Linked DNA regions of Gossypium hirsutum: region 2 is linked to region 1. Evidence: chromatin contacts called from public Hi-C data. All regions are on one chromosome and are shown on one strand. The core of a region is the stretch at or near the end of the contact, and the rest is flanking DNA. Distances in the headings are between cores, read along the strand shown.

Region 1 (5,485 bases), core at 1,551-4,050:
AACATAAGTGACTAAAATGTAATTTGAGGCAAACAAAAGTGACTATTTTGGTAGTTTACTTTTTTTTGTTAGCCTAATATGACCATTATAGATAAAACAAATCAATGATTTTTTTTAATTTAATTTCTGTCCACATGTATATCATATCTCAAATGATATAAGTCAGTACAAACCAAAAGTTACACTAAAAAGAAAAGTAAAGTTAAGAATTGTTTGGACAACACAGAGTGATTGAATGAAAGTGTAATTACAAAAAATTGTAATTCCCTAGACATGTTTAGCTGATAGGGTGTAATTACATTGTAATTCTCTATGTCATGTTTGGTAGTACAAATTGTAATTACATAGTTACATAATTTATATTGTTTAAAAAATACTAATTATTATAAAAAATTATTAGCATGATAAAAATAATTTATAAGCAAGTAACAAAAATTAAAATAAAATACTCATATGCATTATATTAGTCTAAAAAAGTAGTTGATAAAATGATACTAATAAAATAACAAGAAAAATAAACATTAGATGCAATTTTATCTAATTGTTTTGGTACATATCTATATGATTATTCGCTCCTTAGCATTTAACATAAGCTTACTATCATCATCTATTAGTCTTTGGCTGGGTTTATCATTATCTAAATTTGAATCTGCATCATTAAGATCATCAAGATTTCCTTCTTCCATGTGCTCTATAAAGTATAGATCATCTCAATTCCACTTATAATTGAAGTTGGCCAAACCACCTAAGCTCTAGGTCCAATGTGAGTAGGATCATTAAGCCATGCTTCATAACTGGAAAAATAAGCATTGTGGAAATACATGTTGCTTAGCCAAAGAAAGATGATGGAGAGTTAACCAAAATGGGCACTAAATATTTTGCGAGAGATCTCCTCCAAATAACTGGTATGGCTATTGAAATCGTGAGCATCAACATGTAGGTTCTAGATCCAAGTGGTAGTAGTAGATCCCTTAGCTATTGTTCTTGAGAAGTGGCTTGGTCTAACCTATTTCTCGAAAGAAGTTGTTACGAGATTCTTATCTACCAAAATTATGAAATATGCAACATGCTAGTATAAAACATTTTTTCATGCTATATTAAGGTAAAGTTGTTAATACGAGAAATATTTTCCTAGAACGAAAAATATATTTTCAACCACATTTTAAAGTCTTGAATGTTTTAAATTAAAGAATTTACGAGTTGTTTATGGTGTTCCTGCTTGGCACCATTATCTCAAATAGTATCATACCCCACAATACGGTATAAGAAAACATTTTCTATTTGCATAATCAACATCGACCTTATAATATTTGAGTTAACAATTCAAGTAGTTTGTAGCTTTAATTATAAAAACTTATATAAATTTAATTTGGAAAAACACTTATATTAAGTTATATGCCTTTTTATAATAAGTAAATTAAATTAAAAATATAAAATTTATAATATATATAACCTTTATAAACTTTCATAACACTTATTATAAATAATATAATTTTTTGTCATAATTTTAGAAAATTATTTTTTATAAATAAATTATGATAAAAAACTATAATATTTTTTTATGAATAAGTATATTTATATTTATAATATATAACAAGGATACATAAATAAATTATGTCTATACTTGATAATAACTTTTATAAATAAATATATTATAACATTTTTATAACAATTAAAAAATAAATTTTTTGACCATAACTTTAGAATTTTTTTAGAATTTAAATAATATATATTTTTGTTATAACTTTATAAATACACAAATTATTTTTATAATATATATATATTTGCTATAACCATTCTAAACACTTATATGTGTTTATACTTATAATATAATTTTTATAACTTGCATAAAATAATTTTTTAAAAGTAGTTTTGAATGCAATTAGCTGTTAATTATTTTAATTCTCATCCTTCTTTCAAAGAATTGAAAAGTATAATTATAAACAATTACACTCAAATCAAATTATTATGTGATTTTCCCAACACTACTCAAATCTAATTATTATGATGCTTTTTCAAGAAACAAAATTTACAAACCAATACAGATATCAATGTAAAATTGGCTTCTTTAATATAAACTCGATTAAACAAAACATCAACGTATGAAGAAATGAGTAGTTGGAAAGTTAGGAAGAAATGGAGGCTTGCACCAATTGTATATAAGATTGACGGTTAAAGACAAGTTTTCAGTAGTGTAAATTGAGTTTTGTACGCAGGAGTACTAACCAGGCTGCAGACTGGATTGCATCCAGGTATAAAAAGGATATGTGTATTGATAACAGTGGGAATTTGGTCTTCATTCTTGATAAGGATGGTTTACCGGCGCCTCCTCAGAATGTTTGATTCTTTGGTATAGGAGAAGCTTGTTGTCTTTCTCTAGTGTACTTGGTTGTGGTGAGAGTTTAATCTGTTACTGCGTGTTGTTTTCTCTTGGTAATTTTCCAATACTGTGTACCGTTGATGTTTGATGATCAATAAATTCTGATTCTTTCTAGCCAAAAAAGAAAAAAAATCAAAGTAAATTTTAATTCTGAATCTTGATATTTTGTGTCGATAATCAGTAATCCCATTTGCGGAGATAAATTAGAATACAATGCAAAATTTGAAGGAAATAAAAGAATAGGATGATAAATTGGAATTTTGTTATGATAATATAACAGATTTTCACGGAGGGGATGAAATCTGTTAGGTGGGCCGCCCCATCACCCGTTGGGCATCTAAACCTCGGTTGTAATAAGAAAAGGATTACAGGGACAGTCTAGACAATTGACTGGCCTCAGAAACATGCGCATTACGCACCAAGCACACGATAATACTTCCCAATACGTTGCAATTTTGGCGTTTCCAGTTCCAAGAAGCTCACAACAAGACATAGATTTCCCTTTTCCCGCTTCTTTTCCTCATTTGCAGAAATTTACTCGAAAACTGACCATTTCCCCCCCTCTCACCCTACGAGTATTACTCTGCCAGTCCACTTTTCTCTTCGCTTCTTTCAACTGTCGTTCAAAGTCGCCGAGCAAAATCGAAAATCCAGCGCACTTTAATTATCCGCTGAAAAGTGAGCCGTCATCTCTCTCAATTTCAATTATTCTCGGATCGGATATCCTTCTAAATGTTATTTCACGTTTTCTTTTAGATCTAAATTTAATTATGTTGTGAATCTATGGCGGTGATCTCTCATTTTTTTTTCGGATTATGACTTTCACCTTTTTCCTTGATTTTACCCCATACTTTTTTTTTATCTTTCTTATACTGTTTTGATTCAAATTTATGCTGTTGATTTTTCTTTTCTTCTAGTTTTACTGTTCATGATTTTTATTGTGATTGTGAACAATTAGAGTTGAATCATTCGCGTTGTATATTTTTTCTGGTTTTCTTGTAGTATGGGATGATTGATTTTGAGTTAAATATCTATATTTTTTTTATGATTTCCTTTGAGACCTGATGATTTGGTGCTTCTTCCTTTGCTCTAGGGTTTGTTTGGTTGGAAGGAGAGAACAAAATCAGAGAAAAAACAGCTAAAAGCTTGGCATCTCACGAGAAAATAGAGAGATCTCCTAAGATTATATCTCGAACGGAGTTGAACCATGAATTTGAAATTTGTATTTTCTCAATTGCTCACCCTACAAGTTGCTTCTAGTAGCAGTGTCTGAATTGTGCATTTCAAGAGAAAATTGTGAGAATGGCAGTAGACGTGAGGCAAAGCTTACGAGAAGTAAGTAGGAAAAAGTTTCAGTTTCTTAAGCTTCATTTTCCTTTTATTGAACCATCTCGCCTCTTTCTTGCTCCAATGGTTTGTACTCAATAATTTACAGATTTGCAGTTTTTGTTGCTAGAGGGCCTGCTTATCATAAGTTTTATTGGATTAACATGTTAGTTTTAGAATATCTATTATTTTCTTTAAATAGTACATGATGGTACTTAAATAGTACTTAATTAGTTCTGCTGTTCTTTTCAATTACGTGCATTGTTTTTCATGAGTAGATTATTTTCCAGTTATTGCCGTTTGTAGGTCTTGTTTTCCTGGAATGTCTAAGTTACTTCATTTTGACACTTTTGAATACTATTTTAATTTTAATTGGTTTAATTTATAGTTTATAGAGCAAAATTTATAACAGTGAACTGGTATTCTTGTTACTGCATTAAGATTCCAGTAAATTACAGCAACTCCAATAACTGCTGCAAGAAAGTTAGTGTCTGATGCCTAGCAACTTTTTTCCCTTTCAGGATCAGATGAGTGACTGTCGAAGTTATGGCAGCAATTTTCATCCATCCAGCCAATCTAGAAAGATTTCGATAGGAGTTATGGTAGATTATTTAGCTAAGAGAAAACCTGGATGCACCAAGGAAGATCAGGATAAACGGGCGAATGCAGAAAGAATCAAACCTAGCATTGGAATTTCCTTAGAGGGAAAAAACAAAGGGCACGCTGTCACAACTTCTGAGGGGAAGCAAACTGAAGATGCTGGGCAGGTGAAATCTCCATGGATTACTCCCAGATCCTTGCATAGAAAGGCTCTTGCTCCAGAGACTGCCTCTTTACGGGAAGAAACTTCCAACCCAAGACAGACGACACTTAATATAGTGGAGGATGTGCCAGAAACATATTCAGCTCCTTGTTCTCCAAACCAAAACTTTAATGCACATAATGTTGGTAGCAAGCAGAATAATTTTGGCCTCATTAATGGCTTTGCCTACCAAAGGAAAGTCTGGAAGGATGGCAAATCACAGAGGGTGGAGGAGTTAAATTTTGCAAATGCATCGAAAGGTAAAGTGGAGTTAAAGCACAAGGCAGGTAAAACTCAAAACATACAATCTGAAACTTTGAAACAGAAGCTGCAGGAGCTGTTTGGCACTGTTTCTTCACCAAAAAGTCTGCAATCTAGTTTACAGTCTCATAAGGTCACTGCCAATAATTCAAAACAAGAGAGAAGTGCTGATCATGTGGTGGACACAGCTGTAAAGCCGAGACAAAATTCAGTTACTGTAGCAATTGTTTCAGACAATCCTAATAAGACTGTTAAGAGGCCAGTAACCTGTCCCTTGATCCAAAAGCGATCTCCCGCAAAAGTGAAGTTTTCCAACACTAAAATTGGGTTATCCTCCAAGCAGAAACATGGAGATAACATCTTCTCTTTTGGTGAAGGAAGATCTGCAAAGCTAGATGGTACTGTCAATGGTGGTTCATTGTTGCCCCGGAAAAGGAAAACTGCAAAGAAAAGTTCTAAAATTGATCCACACCAGGTCTGTTTTCCTGAAGAAAACGCTGCAGATGAGATTAAGCAAACAACATATAGGACTGAAACTCCACCGCCTGCAAAGCTAGCTGGTACTGTCAATGGTGGTTCATTGTTGCCCCAGAAAAAGGGAACTGAGAAGAAAAGTTCTAAAATTGATCCACATCAGTTCTGTTTTCCTGAAGAAAACAATGCAGATGAGATTAAGCAAACAACATATAGGATTGAAACTCCACTTCCTGCAGAGA
Region 2 (5,485 bases), core at 1,900-4,399, 160 kb after region 1:
TTTTGACCTAATATAAATAGAAAAAATCAGAAAAAAAAAACATTTCACTTTCATTTTTCACAAAAATAGAGAGGGATCCTCTCAGATTCTCTCAACACCTCAACCAGCCTATGGGTTTCCAGCCAAAGGCCATCGTGACCTCTCCGCAAGCGGTGGTTGGAACCACCGAAACATCGGGTTTTCAACCCGTTTTAGAGTTCACCCGAAGGCCCAACCTTTGTATCCCAAAAGAACGACGGAGAAGGATTTTTTTCGCCTTCAATCGGTCTAACTCCGACGACGGAAAGGAGCCTCCGACGATGGGCTCACGGAGCAAATAGGTGCGGCCTCTTTCCTTTTTCTTTTTCTTTTTATTTAATATACAAAATAAAAAAATAAAAAGGAAATGTGAATCTGATAGAAAAAATAACCTTGACTCTATTTTTTCTTTTATTTCTTTCTGCTAATGTGTTTTTTTACCAAAAAAATCCCCCCATTACATTTGTTTGATTCAGCTTTTATCGCCGTTTTGGATTACAGTGCATGCTACCGTTCTATACTGTTCTTTCCTTTTCTTCCGTTGTTCTTGTTTCTATTTTGTGTCATTTGCAGGTCTTGGGCAAGTCTATCAAAGGAGACTTACCATCTTGGTGCAAAAAGGGGATTGCTTCGAGTGGTGTGCGTGCCGAGGGCACACATAGGGTAGGCTGCAGCAGATGTACGGCGGCACATGGGAGCAGGTGGATGCGACGCCCTAAGGTTGGGGATTAGGGTTTTTTTTTTTTGCTGAAATGTTTTAGGTGATTGGGCCATTGGGCTTGCTATTTTTGGGTTTAATTTAGTTTGTTGGGCTGAGGCAAATTTGGGCTTTGTACATATAGATTTAACTTATTTAAATAAGTTAAAATTGTCCATTCCGTTTTAGCTTGATTGGCATAGTTGTTATTGTAATAACTTAGTGAACATGGGTTCAAACGTGCTTAAACTCATAATATTCTCCATTTTAAAGATCAAGGGTTATGAGTAATTTAAACATTATATAAAAAAGAAAAAATCAGAGGTGAAGCCAGAAAATTTTTTGAGGGGGTTAGAATTAAGTTATATATTTTACGATAGCAAAAGTGAAATTTTACCATTTTAATAGCTTATATCTTTATAATTTTTAAAGGGTTAAATCAATTTTTTCTCACTTTTAAGCGGGTCAAAGTGTAACTTTATTATATACTAATTTAAAAATTTTAAAATTATAAAAAGATTAGAGATGAAAATTTTCATTTTAGGGGGCTAGGCAAACTCCGCCCTTGGTCAAAATTAAAATTGACTAAACAATAGAACAAGTTGACTTTAAAATATATATTTTAATTAATATGTTGAATTTGATTTGATATATTTCAATTAATTATTTTTTAGGAGCTAACAAATATAGTATAAATTGAATAATACATGTCTAATTAACTAGAATTAAAATAAACTCAATACAAAGCACAATGAATTAGATATTAGAATATATCGAACATGGACAAAAATAAATTTGAATAGGACCTACACATGATGAGACTTAAACCCAAAATAAATTGATAGAAAACTCATATGTGACATTTAAGTTTAGTGAGACTTGAATATGGGCCATCAAAAACTTATGGCCTCAATCTTATTTTAATTAATTATTTAAAGTTAGAAATCTTTTCATAATATTACATTTAAATCAAATTTAAAATATAGCTCTAAATTGTTTTCCGAGACAAATGAAAGAACTCTTGTGTTACAAGTAATAAGGTGAGAGGAGTTAAAAATAACAGAAAAAATAAAGCAGCAAACATATCATATTTAAGTATTTTATAGGCCTTGCTCGTCTCTTTTCATCAAAGAATATATCACTTAGGGTGGGTTTGGATGGGTGATTGAGTGCGGTGCGGTTTTTGTCTCACGCTACAATATCTAATCTCACCGCTACCGCTGTTTTTACACTAACCGCAAGTAAACGCACCGCCCATCCAAACTCATCCTTAATACCTACATGTGAAACAAATTATTATTTTTTTTCATAGCATAATATCTTTCGACAAAACCATGTTTCTTCCTTTTGAAACTTTTCAAGAAAATTATGTTATTTCAATAATTAAGTTCCGATACAAATAAAAATAATAATTATCATATTTCGAAAATAAAAATTATAATGATCATATTAAGTAAGCCCACCTATCTAATGGGTTAGGCATCCAACTTAATTTCTCAAATTATAAAGAATTGATTATTTATATTTATTAGTAAGGTGGGATTACTAACATTGCAAACTACTAACAATAAATCTATCTCTTACTTAATATCATCATGTCATTTGATTTTTTTTTCTATTTAAATTTTAGAATATAATTTATTATGATTATGTTGATTTTATTTGTTATAATTAAAAATAATTTTATTCCACATAAATTATTAAATTTAATTATTTTTTTATACAAGTGCGCAAAATGAGGGCCACATAGTTTGAATTAGTGTCAAACGATTGTCTAATAAGAGTTTTAACCATCACTCGTTACAAGTAAAAATATATTCTCTTATTATTATTATTTACTTTAAATCACACTTATTTATTCAAATCTAAATTTAAGAATATATTTTGATGTGCATCTAGCGAGAAAGAGGAATCGCATCTTGCAAATTATACATCGCAAACTGCAAATCGAGAAGAAAGTAGTTCTTGAGGAATGGACAAGACAAGATTGAGCAGGTGAAGAATTGGCTTTGATTTGGAGCCATGGGATGGTGTTTCACAAGTTGGACAAAGTGAGAATAGAAAGGAAGATAATTTGATCCTTTTCGACCTATCTTGCCCTCACTCAGAAGCAACTGCATGAGTAAGGATGGATGGCATCAGAGGCGAATCTAGGGGGCTGGCATGGGCCTCGGTTCTCCCTAAAATGAAAAATTATTATTTAGGTCCCCTAAATTTTTTTAAAATTTTAAATTAATAAAAGTAAAATTACACTTTGATCCCCTAAAATTATAAAAAATTAATATAATTATTTAAATACTATAAAGATATAAATTATAAAAAATTAAAACTTCATTCATGCAGCTTTAGTACTTCATAAGTGCTAATTAACTGTCTCATCCTCATTTTAACAGCGTTAGGTACAAAAGTGTTTGAGGAATTAGTGTCCACGTTCAATGACAATTTTATTTTAAAGAAAATGAGAGAGCTAAAATAAAGGGCTAAGTGGCTAACTGAAGGAGCAACAGTCGGCCCGGCGTGGAGTGGGTTTCATTGGGCGTGTAGAGCATGTCCAACAAATAGAAATCAGGGTTTGGACTGGGGTTGGTTTGGTTAATAAAAAGTAACGTTTTAAGATTTCCCCTGCCTGACTGCCTGCCTGGGCTGGGTGGCGGTGGTAAGTGGTGAAAGGAGAGAAAAAGGTAATTTAAAACTCTAATCGGAGAAGGAAATCGTTAAGAGAATTGAAATGTTGAAGAAGAATAACAAGAATTTTAGGAAAAGAAGCATCCAAGAAGACGAAGGAGATGACCCCGCCTCCAAATCGGACGATGAAGAAGACAGACGGTAGTCCTTCCCCCCCCCCTTTTCTTCTTTACAATAAATTAGGGATTTTTTCTTTTTTGAATTTGAAGTTGGAAATAGAAAAAAATAGATAAATAAAAAAAGGGATGAGCTGAAGAGAACCTCTGAATGTATTAGGTTGGCGTTAGAGGAAGTGAAATTCCTGCAGAAACAGAGGGAGAGGAAATCAGGAATACCTGCAATTCCTTCGGTGCAAACAGGAGGCATCGTCGCCAAAGTTACTGAAAAGGCCGAAGCTGATGGAGAAAAGGAGGAGCTTGTTCTTCAGGACACCTTCGCCCAAGAAACCGCCGTCCTAGTTGAGGATCCAAACATGTATGCATTTTTTTTTACCCTTTGCCTTTTTTTGTGTGTTTCTTACAAGAAATCAGCTGATTTTTTTTCTCTTAAAGGAGGATTTTCAAATTGTTTATTTATTTATCTTTTATGTAATTGTTTTTGTAAACTTAGGATAAAATATGTAGAGCAAGAATTGGCGAAGAAAAGGGGAAGGAACATGGATCTGAAAAATGAAGTTGAGAATGATTTAACACGAGCTGAAGATGAATTGTATAAAATTCCTGAGCATCTTAAAGTGAGTTCGTATTTCCATATCATTGGCAATCATATTTCGTTGTTGTTCTTATGAACTGTTTACATCTCATTTTTAGTTTTAGAGTGTCATTTTGCTTCCTGTTTTTTCCAATCCCTTAGCTTTAAGCATTCTACTTTTTTTTCTCTTATTTGAAGAATGTTACATGTTACATTTAACAAATTTATGTAACTTCATGGCCAATTCCTTGCAGGTGAAAAAACGGAATTCCGAAGAAAGTTCTACTCAATGGACTACCGGGATTGCCGAAGTTCAGCTCCCTATTGAGTATGCTTTTTACTAACCTTTCATTTTAAGAACTTAAGCTTCTGCAGGATCTTCCTATCATGGGATCCTACTTTGTAATGTTTGTGCTTTATTTAGTTTTCTTGCATATAGGGAAAATTTAGCTTCCAGCATAGACCTTGTTTAGCTGCTAAGCAAACATGATATAATGTCTTAGACCAACTAAATGATGACCAAAGTATGTCACCCATTTCTGTAATAGAGTAATCTATGTCATAATTCTAATTGTTCCTTTGGTTGCAGATACAAGTTAAGAAATATAGAGGAAACAGAGGCTGCTAAAAAGCTACTACAGGAAAAACGGCTCATGGGACGGGCAAAATCAGAAGTTAGCATCCCATCAAGTTACAGTGCTGATTACTTCCAGCGAGGCAGGGATTACGCTGAAAAACTTAGAAGAGGTTGTTACGTTTTCTTTTTCATGCTTTTGTAATTAGAGGTTAATGATTTTAGTTCGATTGATTTTGCTCTGCAAATTACTTGCTAGTTTGGATCAGTTAGTTTTCTTCCCTTTATTGGTATGAATTGCCATTTTTAAGACCGTTTGTTCCAGTTCTGTTTCTTTTTTGAAGTACGTCTTGTTCAGCAGTTAACCCCATTTCGTTTGAACTTGCAGAACATCCTGAGCTGTACAAGGACCGAGGTTCACAGGATGACAATGCTGGCTCCAAACCAACTGACGCAAGCAATGATGCTGCAGGAAGTAGGCAAGCTGCAACAGATCAGTTTATGCTAGAGCGCTTCCGAAAGCGAGAACGCCAACGAGTAATGCGGAGATAACACAGTTACAAGAGCAGCATATCAAATTGGGCTTTCAAGCATCATGTCCTATGATTGGCTGCAATGCTACTTGTGCACCAAAATGTCCACTTGGCAACAATTGGTCAAGTTACTTTAGAAACTGTTGTTGTGACTGTTGTAGTATCGTAAATTTTCATGATCACTGAGATGGAGTTCTGTCTAAGTACACTTAAATACCAGAAACCAAGTAGTAGAAACATATTTAGATGCTTTTTGAAATTTTTTCCCCAACATATAAAGACTATCAA

Evidence for each region. Hi-C and Micro-C count contacts between places; a contact is called where the count stands out from the background.
Region 2: a contact with region 1 is called in a Hi-C map of leaf, with 2.0 times the contacts expected there. The contact joins the promoter of LOC107912287 here to the promoter of LOC107912233 in region 1. A contact is called at or near these places in 2 of 34 Hi-C or Micro-C datasets (both in leaf).

Annotation. Positions count from the first base shown.
Region 1 is chrD11:10,150,378-10,155,862 of Gossypium_hirsutum_v2.1, forward strand. LOC107912233 (meiosis-specific protein ASY3) reads left to right here and starts at 2,801. Exons shown (of 11, transcript XM_016840316.2): 1 at 2,801-3,058; 2 at 3,474-3,715; 3 at 4,228-5,485. The coding sequence starts at 3,683.
Region 2 is chrD11:10,311,716-10,317,200 of Gossypium_hirsutum_v2.1, forward strand. LOC107912287 (protein COP1 SUPPRESSOR 2) reads left to right here and starts at 3,150. Exons shown (of 6, transcript XM_016840390.2): 1 at 3,150-3,541; 2 at 3,677-3,874; 3 at 4,010-4,133; 4 at 4,345-4,418; 5 at 4,680-4,837; 6 at 5,053-5,485. The coding sequence starts at 3,444. The coding sequence ends at 5,216.